Regions from separate parts of the Zea mays genome. Here region 2 is linked to region 1. The links are chromatin contacts, called in public Hi-C maps. All regions are on one chromosome and are shown on one strand. The core of a region is the stretch at or near the end of the contact, and the rest is flanking DNA. Distances in the headings are between cores, read along the strand shown.

The links. A called contact is a pair of places that touch in the nucleus more often than the background predicts.
Region 2: a contact with region 1 is called in a Hi-C map of leaf mesophyll, with 2.6 times the contacts expected there. The contact joins the promoter of LOC103636115 here to the enhancer-like site in region 1. A contact is called at or near these places in 3 of 25 Hi-C or Micro-C datasets (bundle sheath, leaf and leaf mesophyll).

Annotation. Positions count from the first base shown.
Region 1 is chr1:70,290,602-70,293,706 of Zm-B73-REFERENCE-NAM-5.0, forward strand. The region is part of intron 1 of LOC103636094; the gene reads right to left. Among protein-coding and RNA genes, the nearest start is that of LOC103636094, 15 kb to the right of the region's middle. Within about 2 kb of position 1,495, at least 3 of the 20 cell types and tissues checked have an H3K27ac peak or open chromatin away from gene starts, as enhancers often do. A contact at or near this core is called in leaf mesophyll, where this site is marked.
Region 2 is chr1:70,417,678-70,420,782 of Zm-B73-REFERENCE-NAM-5.0, forward strand. LOC103636115 reads left to right here and starts at 1,530. Exons shown (of 1, transcript XM_008658482.2): 1 at 1,530-2,759. The coding sequence starts at 1,800. The coding sequence ends at 2,393.

The DNA of each region.
Region 1 (3,105 bases), core at 245-2,744:
ACATTTGTGTGTTCTTGAAATGTCGTAACAATTCATATTCATTATAACACAATTTATTGTTGATGTTGTTGTCATCATCGTTGTTATATCTTGTTGTAGGTAAACATCTCAAACTTAATTGGATATACAACGAGGAACTAGTATACCATCAATCAACGTCATCATGAAAATGTGGATAAATAATGCGCGATGGTTATTCTATCTTCAGTATGGTCCCTATGAAATTTCTAAGTATAAATAAAATCGTTCAACCCTACCTACTTGTAGCATTAGAGCAACTCCAATGACACCCAATATCCAAGTTCCAAACCATATTATCAGGTCTCCAAAATAGCTCCCCGCATCGTCTCCCAATCATGCTGCATGCGCAAATCAAGCGCCCGCCTGCCTGCGCATATCTCCGCTGATGCTCGGCTCGACGCACCCAATCCCCACGATTTCGTTTTCCAGCGCCATTCTCCTTCCTTCGCGCCTTCATCTGGTCGCACGCGCGAGCTGTGGCGGCTATATGTGGTGCGTGCGAGCCGTGGCGGCTATCTGTGTTGCTTCCCATCGCGTGCTGGCCGTGCTTCACTGCATGCGACCTCGATAAATCCCGGAAGCGGCGCTTCTCCGACGAAGGGAACCAAATCAACAGCGATGGGAAATCGATCAGCACCGGCTCAGGATCGATGTAGAGATATGGCAAATCAGATTTGTTGAAGAACTAGATGTGGCCTGTAGGTGCTTCGGTAATTTCCCGTATGGAAATAGTTGTAGGGGAAACATCGGGTCCCTTTATAGAAGCGAACTGGTAGGATAACTCTGCAACTAGTATGTTTTTTTGCAAATAAATTCAGGCTGTAAATAGCTTTAGGTGAACATCTATGCAAGTCTGACCCTCAAATTTTATTAATTGTATATGTGCCGATATTTTCGTTGCTTGTATATGAGAATATTTCTGATTTATGCACTGCATGGATAGGATAAAAAACTCTCAGGTCCATCACTCCCTTCGGTACTCCAGTTTCTTCATGTTTTTTGAACTCCCTTATTTGTGATGCCTAGCAGCAAACTTGTACTCCATGATGAAATATCCTTGCAGCTATTAATGTGTAAACATATGACAAAATGAAATGGATTGATACACCCTGTTCGCTTGACTTTAATACGTGCCGGTTTTTACTGACAACACTGTTTTTGTCTTTATAGATTGTATTTCCAGCAGTCCAAACAATCGGGTTTAATCCGAAGCGAATTGATTAAAGTTCAAGAATACACACCGGACAGCGTGTTTATTTAGAGTGGATTTATTTAAGAAGTTGCTCCCGTCTTGTCCATCAGAGCGTATGCCAAATTAAAAAAAGATTGATGATCTACCAATACCTGATGACGCTCGTGCGTTTGGCATCTGGCAGGGTGGCTTTGTGAAGAAATTTCCTGGCGGCGAATGATTCTTGCGTGTGCAGGTATTTTCTAGCGGCGATTCTTGCGAGATAAAGAGCTGACGACGCGTATTGCCTGAATATATGGAGTTGTGGGAGCGGATGGCGGGTAACGACAAACCGGTGGCAGATTTGTGAACCGGTCAAAAACCCGAAAAATATATGGAGCTCTTGAAATACTGCCCTTTTTCATTGGACTAAATACTTTTAAGGAGATCCCAATGTCTGTGTTTTGCGAGCTAAATTTTTAGTATTTGTTAAAGATGCTCTTAGGCCCTAGTCACCATTAATTTAACTAGACCTGAGCAAATTTGGCCTCGCCTGGGCTGTGGGCCTGGTGCGACCTCAACGAGCTTGGCATTAACCTTAAATTTAATTAGAGCATGTACAACTCCATTTAATATCCTTAAACTTTATTAGAGCATGTATAACTCTATTTAATATATGATCTCTTGAGAGGTCTCTAAGTGGTTATTTGAAAAAATACAGGAGACGTTCACGGCTCTTCATACATGTTGTCTCTTTGCAACATTTATGATCTAGTGTCTCAGGATTGTATCATTCAGCCTCTTAACTATCTCTTGTACTTAGAAAATCGAACCAGAGTATCAGAGTTGTACATGCCCTTACAAATGTCCTAGACAAAGGTCGTTATCTAGGGAAAAACTCAACCTAGGTCGAATTTGACCTAAACATTAATTCCAATAATCTTTGAAGTAGAAACATGCTAGCGGTCCACCAACGTTCGAGCACAATCTCAACCTACATAGATGGCAAAACACGATATCCGATGGGAAAACCCATGAGGGTAGGTGTATGGCGGATTTTGATGCCCACGGATATTTTATTGGGCCATTTACTATAACCATTGGGTATAAGTATGGTCTCTCTTGTCCCATACCCACTAACATATGACATGTGTGTCCAATCATTAAAAGTGTTCTCTATAAAATATATCAAAACCATAACCATGTGTCCATGTGTGAAATTGTGAATGCGCTCTAGGTTCTGGCAGTCTGCAGCTAAGGCGTTGTCACTCTTGCCCCATACCCACTAACATATGACATGTGTGTCCAATTATTAGAAGTGTTCTCTATAAAAATATATCAAACCAATAACCATATGTGAAATTGTAAATGCGGTCTAGGTTCTGGCGGTCTGCAGCTGAGGCGTTGAGCGGCTCTACCTCTGTTGTCTCTTTTTCTTCCCTTTGCTTCCGCATTTGCTTCTTGGTACTTACTTTTGTGATTAAAATGGTCATGTCTACTAGAATATTGGTGGATATAGGTATAGGGTAATTTTGTACCTATATATAATGGTTAGTGGATACAGATAATAAGGTATTATTTGTATAGTAGGTATGGATATAGCTTTGTGTGGTCAGCGGGTATCTTACCCGCTGTCATCCCTAAACCTACCCACTGAATGGATAGTCTCAAATTAAATCAGGCATTTTGAAGAACGTCTTGACTTAACAAAATATTCAGCCCAACTCAAAAGAAAATAATTGGCAATGATTAACATTCAACCAAACCAAAAAATAATAATTTAAACCCTTTCTAGTTGCCCTACATATATATCTAGATCATATCCCAAATTAATCCCTTTTATAAACTTAACTAATAAACCATAGTGAAAGGGAATTAGGCTTACACCTAGTTCCTAAATAATTTTGGTGGTT
Region 2 (3,105 bases), core at 280-2,779, 130 kb after region 1:
CCTCGAATGATTCCAAAGATCAAGCTCGAGCCCTCTCTTTCTACTCAATCAAAGAACCTAAGTCCTCGTAAGGATCTTGAAAGCTCTCTTGTGGGTTTTGGTGATTTGGATGACAACCCAATTAAAGGGCTGACAGGTCTGTTACGTATTGGACATGTTCTTAGTATAGAGCTTGTAAAGTTCAACACAAGTGTTCAAGAGTTATGGTCCAAATGTTGAGTTGATTATGGTTGTGGACATCACGAGTGAAGAATAATGCTTAAGTGAGTCTCCGCGATCATATCTTAGAGACAGCTGATCAAGCCAAGGATGGAAACAAGAAGAGCTTCGAGGTACCGAGTGCACGGTAGAAGGTCAAGGAGGCTGAGGAACCCAAAGCCAAGGGTAAAGAAGAAGACTTGCAAAGTCAAGGTTGATTGAGTTGAGAAGAGCTATGGTAAATCGAGGATCACTATCTAAGTATGTGACTTACAACCAATGAGGAAACATCTATATTTATGCAGTGTAAGTCATAAGACTCAAGATCAAGTTGAAGATGTAAAGCAAGGTCGCTAGAAGGAGGAGTAATGTCAAATCCAGAACTTAGAAGCAACCCAAAAGAGCTAAGTTCTTTCTGACTTTTAGTTGGGGTGTTCTTGTGTTTGGATATGTTCTGTGTGACCTTTGCAGAGTGTTAGAGCTCCTAGATAGCAATCTAGATCAAGTCTTGGAGACTTGGAGTTTTGGAATCCAACATCGACCTCAAACAGGCCAAAAGAAGCAATGTTGCATACACCTTCTACTATGCATATGGAACTTTAGTTTTGCTCTCTAAACCATGTTTATAGAGAAAGTGTCATTTGGAGCTCTGTTTGAGGTAAAACATAAATCCTAGAGAAAAGAAGTGAAGGGGGGTATGAACCCATCATTTAGTCGATTGTTCCAGTGGCTAACTATGTTTGTCTAAGTGTTAGAGAACCTCACAAAAACAGTCGAGAAAAAATGAAGGAGTTCAGCTCAAAAGAGCCAAACTTAGGTTAGACTGGGCTTCATCAGACAGTCCGGTGTGCACCAGACATGTCCAGTGGCAGACGACCAACAACTCTTAGGCGACCCAACGGTCGACAGCGGGATCAACGCTAACCACGTCAGCTCATCAACAGTTAGGAGAGGTCACCGGACAGTCCGGTGCCCACCCGAAAAAAAGAACTAGCCACCTAATACGGTGACCGTTGCACAATAATTAATTCATACAATAATTAATATGTAAAACACTACTCCCTACGTCCCAAATTACTAGATTCACACAATAATTAATTCATACAATAATTAATGTATAGTTTTTATATATATATATATATATCTAGGTTCATAATTATTCATATGAATATGAACATAAAATCTAGAGTTAAAATGATTATTATTTTGATATAGAGAGATTATTTATACAGTGATTTTAAAATAGAAAGACTATTGGACATAGTCATAACCCGGACCGCAAGAAGGGAAAGGGATAGCACGTATACACACAGAAAAAAGTAATGAAAATAAAAGAAAAGGTCTATCAGCAGGAAAAGAAAACCCACAGGAAGGCTGGAAACCGCCATTGCAGGGGCTACAAATACAGGAAACCACTCACCCTCTCTCCCACTTCCTCGCCCTCCAACCTCTCCTGATCTCCTCCTCTGGTCCGCATAGAGGAGCAGCTTGCCAGCCAAGGACACCGGAGCACGGGCACGGGCGCACGGCCAGCGCGAACCTCCTCCCCTCCCCTCTTCTTCCGTTTCCAACAGCGAGGCATAGTGGAGAAGGCGAGGAGCATGGCGCGCAAACTAGAGATCCCCCAGTGGAAGCACGACGGCCTTCCGTCGCCGACGAGCCCGCTGGACCGCGCGTCGCCCCGTGGGTGGCGCCACCGCGACGCCGTCGGAGGCGTCGGGCTCGGGATCCTGGCGGCGCTGGAGGCCGAGGGCCCGCTGCCCGGCGCCGGCGCCGCCGCCGCGCCGCGGGTGTCCATCCCGCGGCGCGCGGCGCGGCTGGAGGTATCGGAGCTCGCGTGCAGCGGGCGGTGCGCCACCAGTCTGTGCGGCGGCCCGGTGTCCGGCCGGGCCGGCGGCGGCGGTGGAGCGGCGTTCCGCGTGGCGGAGTTCCTCTCGTGCTGCGACATGTGCCGCCGGGCGCTGGACGGGAAGGACGTCTTCATGTACCGCGGGGAGCGCGCCTTCTGCAGCATGGAGTGCCGGTACCACGCCATCGTGAGCGACGAGTTCCGGGAGGCGGAGGAGGAGAAGGAGCGGAAGCGCCGCGCGGCGGCCGCCGACGTGCCCAGGAAGTCGGCCGCTGAGATGGTGGCCGGCTCGCCGTGCAGCGGCGGCGGGCAGATCTTCTTCACCACCGGCATCGTCGTCGCATGATGGGCGCGCGGTGCGGATCCGTCGTTCCGTCTAGTCTAGTGACGAAACAAAAAAAAAATCCAGCTGGAGGAACCGGCGGACGCTGTAAGATAAACATGACAAAACTAAAAAAAAAGGAAGCACGAGAAATAAGGGTGGGTGTGTTTGTGTAGAGAAATGGGTGGGTGGGGGAAACTTTGTTCCTCCTCTCCTCCTCTTTGGTAGAGGAGGCATCATGAGGATGGTGGGCGGGATGAGATGTTTTGTAGCATAGTAGCAGGAGGGAAGGAGAGGGATGATGGCAAGTTTTCCAAGGATTGTTGCTTCCCTTTTGTTTTCTCATCTGTCTGCTCTGGCAAAAAGGAATAACATTCTTGTTCAAATCCATCCCGCTCCACGTTGTTGGTGTTGAGAAACCTCCTCTTCTCTACAAGCATTCGATGAACTGTTGTGGTGCTCTGCTCATCAAGAAATATTGCCATAAAAAGAGAAGGTGACCATGACGACTTGCTGCAGCCAGAAAGGCATGAAGCACACTCGCGTCTAGTTCAGCTTCAGATGAACTTGTTGTGATGCTTGTTCAAAGAGAACTGATTTCAGAGAGATCAACGAGGACGCGTCCAGTCCATGTCCTTTACTGGGTTCTGCTGCTGGAAGTCCAAACCCAAAGAAGCAGAGCTGCCAGGAGGATAGATAGTGTTTGGCTGGTCCTGCCGCTGCCCGTCCGTCCTCC